2 separate regions of the Mus musculus genome follow, and region 1 is linked to region 2. The links are chromatin contacts, called in public Hi-C maps. All regions are on one chromosome and are shown on one strand. Each heading gives the region's core, a stretch centred on a gene start, on an enhancer-like site or on the middle of the called end of the contact. The rest is flanking DNA. Distances are from core to core; before and after follow the strand shown.

Region 1 (5,979 bases), core at 114-2,613, 230 kb after region 2:
TCTATTCTTTAGAGGTTTCTCTGTCTCAAGGATGTACTGGACATCCCTTTTCTGCCAAGCCCTTTCCCTTCTTCCTGCCTCTCAGCTCTCCTTCATCCAAATCATCTTCATCTTAAAAAATTATAATTTTACAATCCCGTTCATTCACTTGCCGCTGTGAATTACAGGTAGATACGAAAACGGTGTCTGAATCCAGAGACTGAGGAAACAGAAGCACAGTGGGAAGACAGAAGGTACTTCAGAGCAGATCAGCACGGCTTCGAATTTTGACTCTGCCTTCTCCCGACTGGGCATCACTGGACAAGCTCTGCAGTCCCTCTGAATGTCATTTTACATCTCAATGTAAATTTAGGTGCGGTAAAATGAAAACAGTTTCCTGTGCGGTGATTAAATGCCCAGGCTGAAAACCAAACTCTCTGGCTGTTAATCCCATCTCCCCACATTACCAGCTGTGTGACATTGGACAAGTGCCTTAACTTCTCCATGCCTTGGTTTTATCCTTTACCACAGTGCTGTGAGGATGGAATTTGTGGAAGGAACGCAGAGCAGTGTTTGGCATATCCAGTGCTGAATCCATGCTAGTGATTATGACTAGTTGGGTTTGTGGTGAGAATTTAATTACCTGGAGCATACACTGCACCGAGGCAGCTGGCTGGCATGCTGTAGATGCTCAATAAATGACGGCATCTTTCCCGTCCCTAGAAGTGCGTTGAATGAGTCTGCTTTAAACTCTTAGAGCTTCACATTAGTGGCAAAATATCCAAGTGGGAGCATTCCAACACAAACAGTTAAGAAAAGGGAGATGATGCCTCAGAGACATTGAAGCAAGACTGGGACTGGAGCTCTCTATGCCAAGGGGGCTCACCAAAGCCCCAGGAGGAGCTGAATGTCCCCTACTATCAGCCAGAGTAGTCACAGCCTGTGCGCACAAGGACCAAGGCTCCCTGTGTTAAAGAAGCTGTCAATATAATAAAGACCCTCAAGTGGGGACAGAGCCAGGACGGGGAGCAATGAGCCCCACTGCTTATGACTCTCCCATAACCCATCAAGCTCTAAGATTCACATGAAACCCAGGGAAGGAAGGCTAAGTGACTTCCAGGTGGGAGGCATCTGTAAAGACCAAGAGAGAATTATTGCTCCCAAGAAGGGGCAGGGATGGGAACTGGCTGAGGGTGGAGAAGGGCTATTAATGGACTCTCATGCAAAAAGATCGAACATCTCCGAGCACACAGGACCCTGGTGGAGAAGCAGAGTTTCGACTCCAGCTTGTGTTACACAAGAGCTCCCGGCTCAGGACTCACCAGAGACTAGGGAAGCAGGGCTCATGCAAAGGCATGAGATTTGACTTCGGAAAACCCTGAGACATCACATTGCTCTTGGCTGTTCTCCTTCCTAGGGGGCCCTGCCAGCAGTTGAGAGCTTGGAATAGCTTCCAGCCAGCCCTTGGATATTGCTTATGAAAGGCCTTTACAGTCATTAGCATACTTGAAACTCAAAGTACTCTGGTGAGAAATTTATAACCTTACCCCTATCCTGCGAGTGGAGAAACTGAGGCGTTCAGAGGTTCCCATGGCTTGCCTGGGGTAGTACATGTGCTGCATTTAGGCTCTACATTCTAATTCTGAGATCTGAGGTTCTGCCCCACCACCATTGCCTCTCATTAATGCCCTCATCTATCAGGCTGTATCAGCCAGGTTTTGGTTTTTTTTCATACATATATACATATACACATACACACACATAATATATATATGTGTATATATATATATATATATATATATATATATATATATATATATATATATATATATATATATCCCAGACCAGCAGGAACAGTGCCCCTAAGCAGGTGGTCCTGGGTTGTATAAAAAGGCAAGCCAGGGAAAGCAAGCCAGTACAGTGAGCCTTCCTGGTTCTGCTTCAGCTCCTGTTCTCCAGGTTCCTGCTCTTACTTCTCTCCATGAAGCCCTGGAAGCTATAAGATGAAACAAACTCTTTCCTCCCCAAGAAGCTTTCGCTAAGGTGTTTGTCAAAGCAGCAATCAGTAAACTGGGATACAGATTAAGAACATAAGGCCTTGCTTGGTTTACACACATCCTGGGTGCGTGTCCCTCCTAGCACTGAGACTTCCTCCTTGGGCTTCAGTGGTGGAGATGCAGGGAGGGGTCCAGGTTGTTGCAGCCACAGGACAAAGCAGCTGAGTCTCTTGTAAAAAAGGAAGAGCTGGTGCTATATTATGCACACATTTGTGAGTTATAAGCATTACACAGAGAGAAGGAGGCACATAAATTAAAGTGGCCAACTTGTATGCACACATGCACACTGGCACGGACAGAAGGCTGGCTTTAAATGGAAAAAATTAGCAGCTTGAAACAGTAAAAATCCTCAACTTTGCCTCAGAAAGATGCAGGGCAACTTCACAAGAGTTTTATGTGGCCCATAAATTAGGGCTGAGAAAGGGCCTCTGCAAGCATTCCTCGGCAAGACAGGGGCTTTCCGCCTGCAGATATGCCGTGTGGCAGCATTACAAATGTCCCAAGCAGTTTATATACAACAGCACAGCATGAGTTTGCTGGGGGATATTGGAGCTGGTAATTGCTATTCTAAAACTGGCCTTGTAAGCTTGAAGAAATGTTTTGAGGGGGGAAAAGAGCCAATTTAAGAGCTTTATAAAGCCATAAATGCCTTCTGAACAAACCAAATGTAATCTATCTAGAGAGACAGGCCATCCCTCAAACCCAATGGCAGACCCCACAATGTTGCCCAGAAGAGAGAAGACACCCTAAAGGTACCACGTCAGCCAGTGCTTCACCTGCATGGAGAAGACAGGGAGCTCACATGACTGGGGACTGTCATCAGGTTACCTGAGGCAATCTGCCCCTCACAGCCCTTGGCCCACTGACAGCTCACAGTGAAGTCTCTGCCAGTGCCTGCTCTTCTTTCCACTAAGCAAGCAAGACCAAACCCCACCAAGCCTGCTGGCTTCAGCCTCCTCTGTCCTTCCCAGTTATCCTACCCTCCCCATGGCCCTTGGAGATAGGGAGGCAAAGACTCAGCAAACAAGGCAGGGAGTCCCTTACTTGGCCTCAGTCCCTATCTAGAAAATGGGCCAACATTTGCCTTCCAAAGCTATGGAAAGGCTTGAGAAGGAAGCACACATGAGCACCTGCCACTCAGCACTCCATAAAGGGAGATTGTATTCTTTTATTGTTGTTATTACTTAGAAGGAACCATGTGCGCAAGCATTACTTTTGTGAGCCCCCACCTTTCCCAGACATGACTCCTGTCAGGATCCTGAGCATCAGAGTAAAAGATCATTTATGCCCCTTCCCAAACCTCCAACAGCACACAAGATGGACACAAGCCGAGCTTTTCCTGGGAAGCGATCCCAGCGCCTGTTTCCTGACTAAACTGGTCCTTATCTCCCCAAGGTACCATCAGACACATATTTCAGTCTCTATCCCCACAACTGAGCACACAGCCCTGCCTCCCTGGCACCACTGTGCCAGGACTGTGAGTCCTCAGCCAACCCCATCATCACTGAGAGCCTTTTCATGTCAGTGAGACATGTGAATTTCTCCAGGCTCCTGATAGAAAAACCCAGACACAGACAGATTGGTCAGCTACCATCTGCCCTCATCCACCCCACCCCAGGTTCCCTGAGTCTTCTCGCAGTGCCCTCCAGTGCCTCCGTAATCCACTCCCTTTTCTGATGTCGATATTTCATAGCAGAAAACAAAGGCCATATAGTGCGCTATTACCCGCTCTCCATTGTGCTTAAACAGCTCTATTGACAGCACAGAGCACCACACAGGAGCAGTAGAAAAGGATTCCAGATCCAGCTTCCAGTGAAATGTGGTTTTGGTTAGATGTATTTTTGTAGTTTCTGCAACACCTTATTAAAGTTGAAAGCTATATATAACAGCATTACCGGTGACGCTTTTCAATACTGCCGGGGTTGGGTTTCCATGCAGCCCAAAGCACGTGTGACCAGCTGCCTAAAAGCAGACATTCCCATGCCCTCTCCTGGACCTCGTGAGTGGCTCACCAGCATCCCACTCCCCCTAACATCCACCCCACCACAACTTCTGAATCAGAGAGCACAGAGAGGGGTCTTGCCTCTAAGGTGCTCATAGGAGGTGCCTCTATTCCTCAAGCCCCAAATCCTAAAGCTCTCTTCCTTGGCCTGTCCCTCCCCTCCAATTCTCTCACCTTTTTAATTTTTAAATTGCTTATTTTGTTTTCATTTTGAAATTAGCATACAAAATAGTGACTTTCATTATGGTATCTTCACATGTACATACCATGTACTTTGCTCACATTTACCTCCATTGCCTTCGTAAGTCTTCCCTTGGCCCTCTACTAATTCTCTTCTTTCTCTAAATAAAGCCCCCTTCTACCTTCATGTCTCATGCATACACAATGTGTGTATATATGTGTGTGTGCATGTGTATATGTGTGTGTGCATATTTTTAAACCCTAGATCATAAGAATTATCTTGTACTCACTGCAACTATTCCCCCAAATTCTACCAAACATTTTTCTAGCATTAGGATTTTGCTGATGCCACAGCCTACCCCTGGTTTGTTCCTTCTTTTCCTCTGCTTCCTACATTTCTACTCATCCTTAAATTAGAGAGAGAGAGAGAGAGAGAGAGAGAGAGAGAGAGAGAAGAAGAAGAAGAAGAAGAAGAAGAAGAAGAAGAAGAAGAAGAAGAGAGAGAGAGAGGAAGAGAGGGGAAGAGAGAGAGAGGAAGAGAGAGGGAGAGGGAGAGAGGAAGAGAGAGGGAGAGGGAGAGGGAGAGAGAGAGAGAGAATGAGAGAGAGAGATACACAGCTTGGTGACCTGGCCTGATCACAACCTGTGTCTGAAGCCTGGCCCTATCATTTGAATTAGCTAGACCTCTGAGCAATTCTCTTGACTTTGTCTTTGCTCGTCTACAAAACCAGTTCTAACTTCTTCGATAAGGAGGGTCTTTCCCAGCTGAGTTTTCTGAATGGATGTTTATTAAGTGTTTATTTTACACTTAGTAGGCACTTGATGTTACCATGGCAACATAAGGATGGAGAAGATGCAGCTCCTATCCTCAAGGAACCTGCAGTTTTATGGAGGACATCAGATACACGAAAGCAAACTCACAGCAAAGCCTTCCAGCTCTGGTTCAACACGGCAATCTATGAAAAAGCCATGAGGCAGTACATGATTACATGCCAAATGGATTGTGCAAGCAATAATTGCTCTGGGTTGAGGAGTTCAGAGGACAAGAGCGCTGAGGAGCGAGGTAGTCAAAAGCATGGCACTCACATGGAATTGATGCTGGCTTTAAAGCATGAAGACCCCGACTCCAGTCTGTGGGGATGGCCCAGACAAGTGGACCTTAGTGAACAAGTATTCACAGGTGAGTGTCACCAGGCAGAAGCAGGGCACTGAACAGTGACTGATTAGAGCAGACCTGAGATCTCATCCTGAGAAGCTAGAAAAAGCAACACCACAACAGAAGCCAAGCTGTCGGTGAGGGTTCTGAGTGCCAGGCTGCAAGGTCTCTTGTAAGCAGCAAGGATCCAGTGAAGTGAACTGCGAAGAGCTGTATTTTGAGAGAATTAATCAGGCAATCATTTGCAGAGTGGATAAGAAGTGCAACGCAGTTGAAGTAATCTGGCAGAAGGTGACAGTGTGGCAGGAGGTGACAGTGTGGGACTGGGGTGGCAGCAGTAGGAATGCAGTGACATGCCAGGCACAGACAGAGGGCAGCCTTGGCCTCTGAGAGGCTAAAGCCTGGCTGATCATTTAATTTAGTGTCTGAACTTGGACACTTTTCAGAGTGGAAGGGGAGCTATTAACAACCACAGTGAGAAAATGGGCTTAAACCAGGACCCTCCTGGGAAAATGAGAGGAGTAGGACTGTCCTGAGAAAGAGGGGGCAAGGAGAGAAGAGTCTCCAGGATTTCAAGCCTGGAGGGCAGATGAACTTGGCAAGGA
Region 2 (5,673 bases), core at 2,716-5,215:
TTATGTGTGGATGTATGTACTTTAACAAGAAAAATGAACCAGAAGAGGAAATGTTTTATCCCATTGTGGGTTGCAAAAGTCTCACGCCAAAAAGCTTGCCTTTCCTCTAGGTATGGCATCAAAAGGGAGTAAAAAAATGATTGGATCGCCCAGATTATAAATAAGGTTATTTGTTTCTCAAAAATCCCTAGTAAAACATTAAATATCAGCTCTTTTGGGGGAGAAATACATTCATTTCCGGGAGACCTCAGAAAAGTGACTATCCTTTTGCTCCACCCAACCAGGTAGAGGAGGAGAAGGCTCAGAAGGTCGCAAGAGTGCCCTCTGGTTGAGCCAGATAGCCATTCACATCCTAGCACTGAAGGAGATGGCCAATGCACACTTACAAATGAAGGAACTGCACACCCATCACATTAAACCCAACGGAAAACACACGTGTGGTCAGTCCTGTCTTTCACAGCCACAGGGTGGGAGGGGACAGGAGGAGCAGATGCCAAGCATGGTGTGTGTGGATCAGCTGGGCGCTATATCCCCTGCCATGTTGAGTCCTGAAGGTAAGAGCAGTAGCACCTTCTTCAGACCCTGGCTTCCCATTGGGACAATGCTTCTTTCCAATGTTTCTTCTGCCTTCTCTGGAGAATAGAATGAAGGAGGAGGCCAGAAGCTGGTAGTGCCAGCTTGGGAGCAGAGGGATACCACGAAGACCTGTGGAGTGGAAAGAACCCCTAAAGGTTTATGGAGGGGGCTGGGGTCTCTGAAGAACTCCATCTGAGGGTAGGAACATCTAATAAGACACTATGGTCCTATTGTGACAGGAGCTATGTGATCACGTAGGGACTGCTGGGATCCCCAAAGTCATCTTAATATGGCTCCTGATCCAGGTTCTGCTACCTGCTTGGTCCTCGAGCTGACCCAGATGTAGAGTTGCTCTTAACCTCTTCAGGTTGGACCCACCTACAATGTATTTCCAAGAGAGGAAGAAGGAGTCTCTTTGGTTTCCTTCCCCCTCTCCTTATAGTCCATGGCTGCTGTGCCAAGAGACAGGGTCCTGGTAGGGTAAGTTGGAGCCCTGTGCAGTCCACGTTCCACTCTGATATGAAGGGTGTGGTGTTGTCTCAGGCCCTCCCACTCCTCTGGCCACTGGTTATGCATTTGGGCTCCTTTCTGTCCGTGAGTGTCTTTCAAGGGAGCTCAGATTCTCCTGGGGGAAAATGTTAGACCCCTTCTTTCTCATCCTTCCCTCCCAAGTCTGCCCCTTAGCAAAGGTTCGCTCTGCAAGCAGCGCCTGTCCACCTCACAGGGCAGTGGCTTGTAAACAAATCAAGTCTTTTTCCATGCGGAGCCATGGGTGTCATCTCTGGTATTCGGTGAGTCCAGATCTCACGCTGTCTTTCTTCTCAGGCTGTTTGGCTGGCCCCAGCAATGGAGTGCTCTGTAGTCTGAGGGTCTGGGACTAGGTTTTCACTGAAGCTTGGTGGTTGGAAAGGAGCAGGGTGTCTCCTCTGCATTTCTTCAAGCTATGATTCGGGGAAGCTAGGGCCCAACTTTCTTAGTGCTGCCTGCCCATATCTCCTCCCCCCACCCTGAACCCTCCTGATGACACTCCTTTCCTGCTCGGTGACCAGCGCAATCTGGGCTGCCTGACTACTCCAGGGAGTCACTGTGTTCCAAGCCCAGGTCGCTGACATTCGTTGTCTGTAGCTCATCAGCCTCCTCCTCTAGCTCCTCCTCCTCCTCTTCCTCCTCCTCCATATCATCTTCATCCTCTTCTTCCGTGCCATCCAATGAATCATCATGTGCAGCCATCATTGCCTGCTGCATGGCCATGGTGGCATTGTCTGAGGACAGGGACTGCAGGTTGTCCAAGTTGATGGAACCTGCATGGGAGAGGACAAAGGTTAGGATGAGGCAAGGACTGTGGCTTGGGCCCAGCAACCTTAGTGATGGACAGGGTGGATGGGCTGGCTTGTGGGATGGTGGGGCCCTTGTCACCAAAAAAGGTGTAAGAGCACCAAACCCTGAGTGAGACAATCCACCGGCATGAAGCTTTCTATCCCTCCATTGCTTAACTTCTGCACCATTCCAGGCAGCAACACTCCAGGCTACTACATATTCAGCATTCTCTATATAAGTATAGAAAGCACTTTTTAATTAATTAATTAGTTAAAATTTCCAACTACTTTGTAAAGCAGGAACTCTGAAAGGAATTCTGAAGTGGAGGAAACTGAGTCTTGTCTTCATCTTCATCTTCTGCTAAGTCTTGGGTTCCAGATACTGTGTCACCACTGCTAGCACTGGGATTTTCTGCAGACTTGTCCAGCACCACCTCTATTTATTCCTAATCTACCTCAACAGATGGCAACACGTCACAGAGGAACCTGTGTACAGCCATAGGCATGCAGATATGCATGTGCACGGGTGTCTCCACCCTAGTGCCCACACAGCGATCTTCAGGGGCCAACCTCAGAAATGTCTCGCTGATTAAATTATCCATTGTTTACCATGAAACCAGCACGTTGGAGAGCAAGTATGGAGGGTGTGATAGAGAATCTGGAAGAACAAAGCTTCCCTTGGCCTCTGTTCACAAGCCAGCTGCCTGCCTTGGTATTTATAGATGGCCTTGCCCTTGGAGAGCTAAGTAGATAGTGTCTGTGCTCAGAAACTTGGGAGTATGAGGAGCAAGGAGAAAAGGGCTCTTGCTGAGCAACCACTGACTCCAAGGACCACCCTCTCCCATTCCATTGTGAGCTTGCTTTAAGTTTGTTAAAACTTACATGAGAGATGAGCGTTGTGGCTCATACTTGGAAACCTAGCACTAAGAGAGCAGAAGCATAAGGATCAGAATACAAGAATAGCCTTGGCCATATGAGGCCAGACCACATGAGATCCTGCCTCAAACAAAACAAATCACAGATAATAGCAATAACAAAAACAAACCAAAAATGTGCACAGAACATCCCTTCTTAGTAAGCTCTCTCTCTCTAAAAACAAAACAGAACAAAACACAACAAAACAACCTGGTACAAGCACTGTGGAAAGTAATGACAGGACCCTGGGGAAGGAGACATTCACCCTTGAATCTTTGCTTTTCGGGAGCCCCACCAACCCCAACCGAGGGCATCCTTAGGCCTGGTCTTACCATCAGGGTTCGTCCCTGGGGTGCCACCCTGCTGTTGCAGAACCCCAGCAGCAATGGAATTGGGCCAGAATCTTTGGGTGGGCCGGTGCTGAGACTTGATTTTCTTGGCTTTGGGAGCAGGATCTGGGTTGCTGGCATCAAGCATGGGCTGCAGGATGCGCCTCCTGGCATTGATGAACCTGCCCAGGGGTGATGGGGAAGACCTGGTTAGACACCATCTGGGCCGCATGGATAGTGTTGGGGTGAGCAAATGTGACATTTAAGCTGCTCCCCGCAAATGTCTGTAGGCAGGGGTACTAGTCTACAGGTAAGAAATCCTATGCCCGAGGAGTTTGTGAATTACCCAAGGTTTGGTGATCAAAGACTCTGGGAAGAATGCATGAGGAGCTGTCAGAAATCCTTACTCAAGATCCACCAGAACTGAACAGAGAAGGGAAGGGCTGTGGACACAGTCACCAACTTTTGGACTTATAACAGGGGCCTAGCTTTAGGGTCTAGTACCTTCCGTCCATCCTGACCAGAAGCAGACAAGGACACCCTACATCCCTGCCAGTTCAGGAAGGCATCTCTCCCTCCTCATTCCTAGCTTACTTTGTAAAATGTTTTGGTTTCAGCATACATGGAGTTGGGTAGACCAGATAACCACTGCTGGATTGGATGTGCCTTTGGTATCTGATGTAAGACCCTCTGGTCTGTCTCTGCTAGGCTGGTGAACCCAGATTCTCTAGCAGTGGTATTGTTTTGTTTTGTTTTTCCCCCTAAACTCATTAGGTTTCCATGGATGTACTTGACCCAATTTCCCAGCAGAGGGTGCTGTGAAGCTGCAGTTGAAGGCCAGGCCAGGCTGACTCCAGCTCCTTGTATCTGGCCTGGCAGTGGAGCTGAGGCTGAGGCAGGTCTGGGCACTCTCTCTCCTCTCCCTGCTCAGAGTTCCCTAGCCAAGCATGTGCTCCTGGATCTGAGAGCCTGTGGGCAGGTGATGCCAACTCACCAGTTGTTTACTTGCAGAAGGGTGAGGTTTGTCTGCGCGGCAATCTGCCTCTTCTCATCTTCAGTGGGATAGGGGTGCTGAAAGGAGAGAATGGCTAATGAGGAATTGTGGGCATATGGAGGCTAGATTGTCCTGGTGTTCATACCCAGCACATGGACACAGCTCAGGAATGGGGAGCCGGAACCGGAAAAGGGCAATGTTTGCTCTTGAGGACAATGCATCTGGAGTGTACACAAGAAGCTCCCACGTGCCTTCGACTCCCCCAGCACAGTGCCACACAATGGGGACCAGGGCGGTTTTTACAGTCAGTTCAGTATTGATCGCAAGGCACTTTCCCCTGACTCTCACTTGATTCCCCAGAAAGGCAGGCATTCTCAGAGCTAGGATCAACAATGGTCTTGAAAGCCCCCAAAAGGCAGTACATGGGGAAGGGGCATGAATTAATACAATCTAAATTACTTGTTATTTATATCTACTATGTATCCAGATTTTTCCTAAGAATTTGGAGAGACCAGATATATACAGTGGTACACTACTGCCATAGGACCTTTTAATCCTTTGCAACGCTTCCATACATTTAACTTCATTTAATCAAACATATTAACATTGTGAGGTGGGCCAGGCAGTAGTGACACACACTTTTAACTCCAGCACTGGTCTATAGAGTGAGTTATAGGACAGTCACTCAGATGGTCCTACCACCTCGGTTCTTCAGACTATGGCTCTGCGTTCCCTTGCGGAGGGCTGAGTGGTACAGATATCTCCTACGGTCTTGCATACTCTGGTCTGGCCTTGATTACACATTTATTCCCTCTCTTGAACCGCACTTCATGAGGACACAGTGCACATTTAAGAATGTGTCTGCACCATCTTTACACATAAATGACCACTGATAGAGGAAAACAAAGGCAAAATTGGAGATGCTGAAGTTTCGGCGCTGAGCACCGTAGAAATGTATGGAAAGGGAATATGAAGTGGCCAGAGCCACAGGAAGATGGCTGAACTGAGTGACATTAAAGAAAGGAAAAGTCTGATTGGGTGTGGTGGCTCATGCTTATAATCACAACACTTCAGAGGTGAAAGCAGAGTGATCAGCCTGGCCTACAAGAGACTCTCAAAACAATATCCTCCCCCCGCCCCACCACAAAAAAAAAAAATCACAAAAATAAAACAAACAAAAAACCTACCTGGAATCAGAAACAAAAGAAAGGGAGAACCTAAGGAGGAGGGTCTGGAGGCCACTGAGTGTGGAGCCAGACAACACTGAGTTAATGTAATTCTGGGGCTTTCTGAGGCTCTGGCACAAGTGCCTCACAGGCAGTAGGCATTGGGAGAGTCTAAAGAGACTATGGATTAATCCTAGAAACAGAGAAGGAGACCTGGAGGTCTTGGGCATAGAGCGCCAAGCCATCCAGCATTCTCAGACCAGGATCTTTCTTTCTGCTCCTGTTGCTAGTAGACAAGAAATGCTTGGACTCTTTAAAGTCCCAGAGATTGGGGCTCCCAAACTAGCTCTATTGTGAGACCTCAGGCATGGCATTTA

What was found. A called contact is a pair of places that touch in the nucleus more often than the background predicts.
Region 1: a Hi-C map of cerebral cortex shows a contact between it and region 2, with 2.0 times the contacts expected there. The contact joins two enhancer-like sites. A contact is called at or near these places in 2 of 484 Hi-C or Micro-C datasets (the N1E-115 cell line and cerebral cortex), 3 of 115 datasets of contacts at active chromatin or transcription factors (craniofacial prominence, embryonic basal ganglia and embryonic stem cells) and 2 of 9 other capture datasets (embryonic stem cells and pancreatic islet).

The regions. Positions count from the first base shown.
Region 1 is chr9:37,119,653-37,125,631 of GRCm38.p6, forward strand. The region is part of intron 1 of Pknox2 (Pbx/knotted 1 homeobox 2); the gene reads right to left. Among named protein-coding and RNA genes, the nearest start is that of Pknox2, 25 kb to the right of the region's middle. Within about 2 kb of position 1,364, at least 51 of the 459 cell types and tissues checked have an H3K27ac peak or open chromatin away from gene starts, as enhancers often do. A contact at or near this core is called in cerebral cortex, where this site is marked.
Region 2 is chr9:36,891,181-36,896,853 of GRCm38.p6, forward strand. It overlaps Pknox2 (Pbx/knotted 1 homeobox 2), which reads right to left. Exons shown (of 13, transcript NM_001029838.2): 11 at 4,131-4,207; 12 at 3,140-3,318; 13 at 1-1,877. The coding sequence ends at 1,645. Among named protein-coding and RNA genes, the nearest start is that of Fez1, 61 kb to the left of the region's middle. Within about 2 kb of position 3,966, at least 36 of the 459 cell types and tissues checked have an H3K27ac peak or open chromatin away from gene starts, as enhancers often do. A contact at or near this core is called in cerebral cortex, where this site is marked.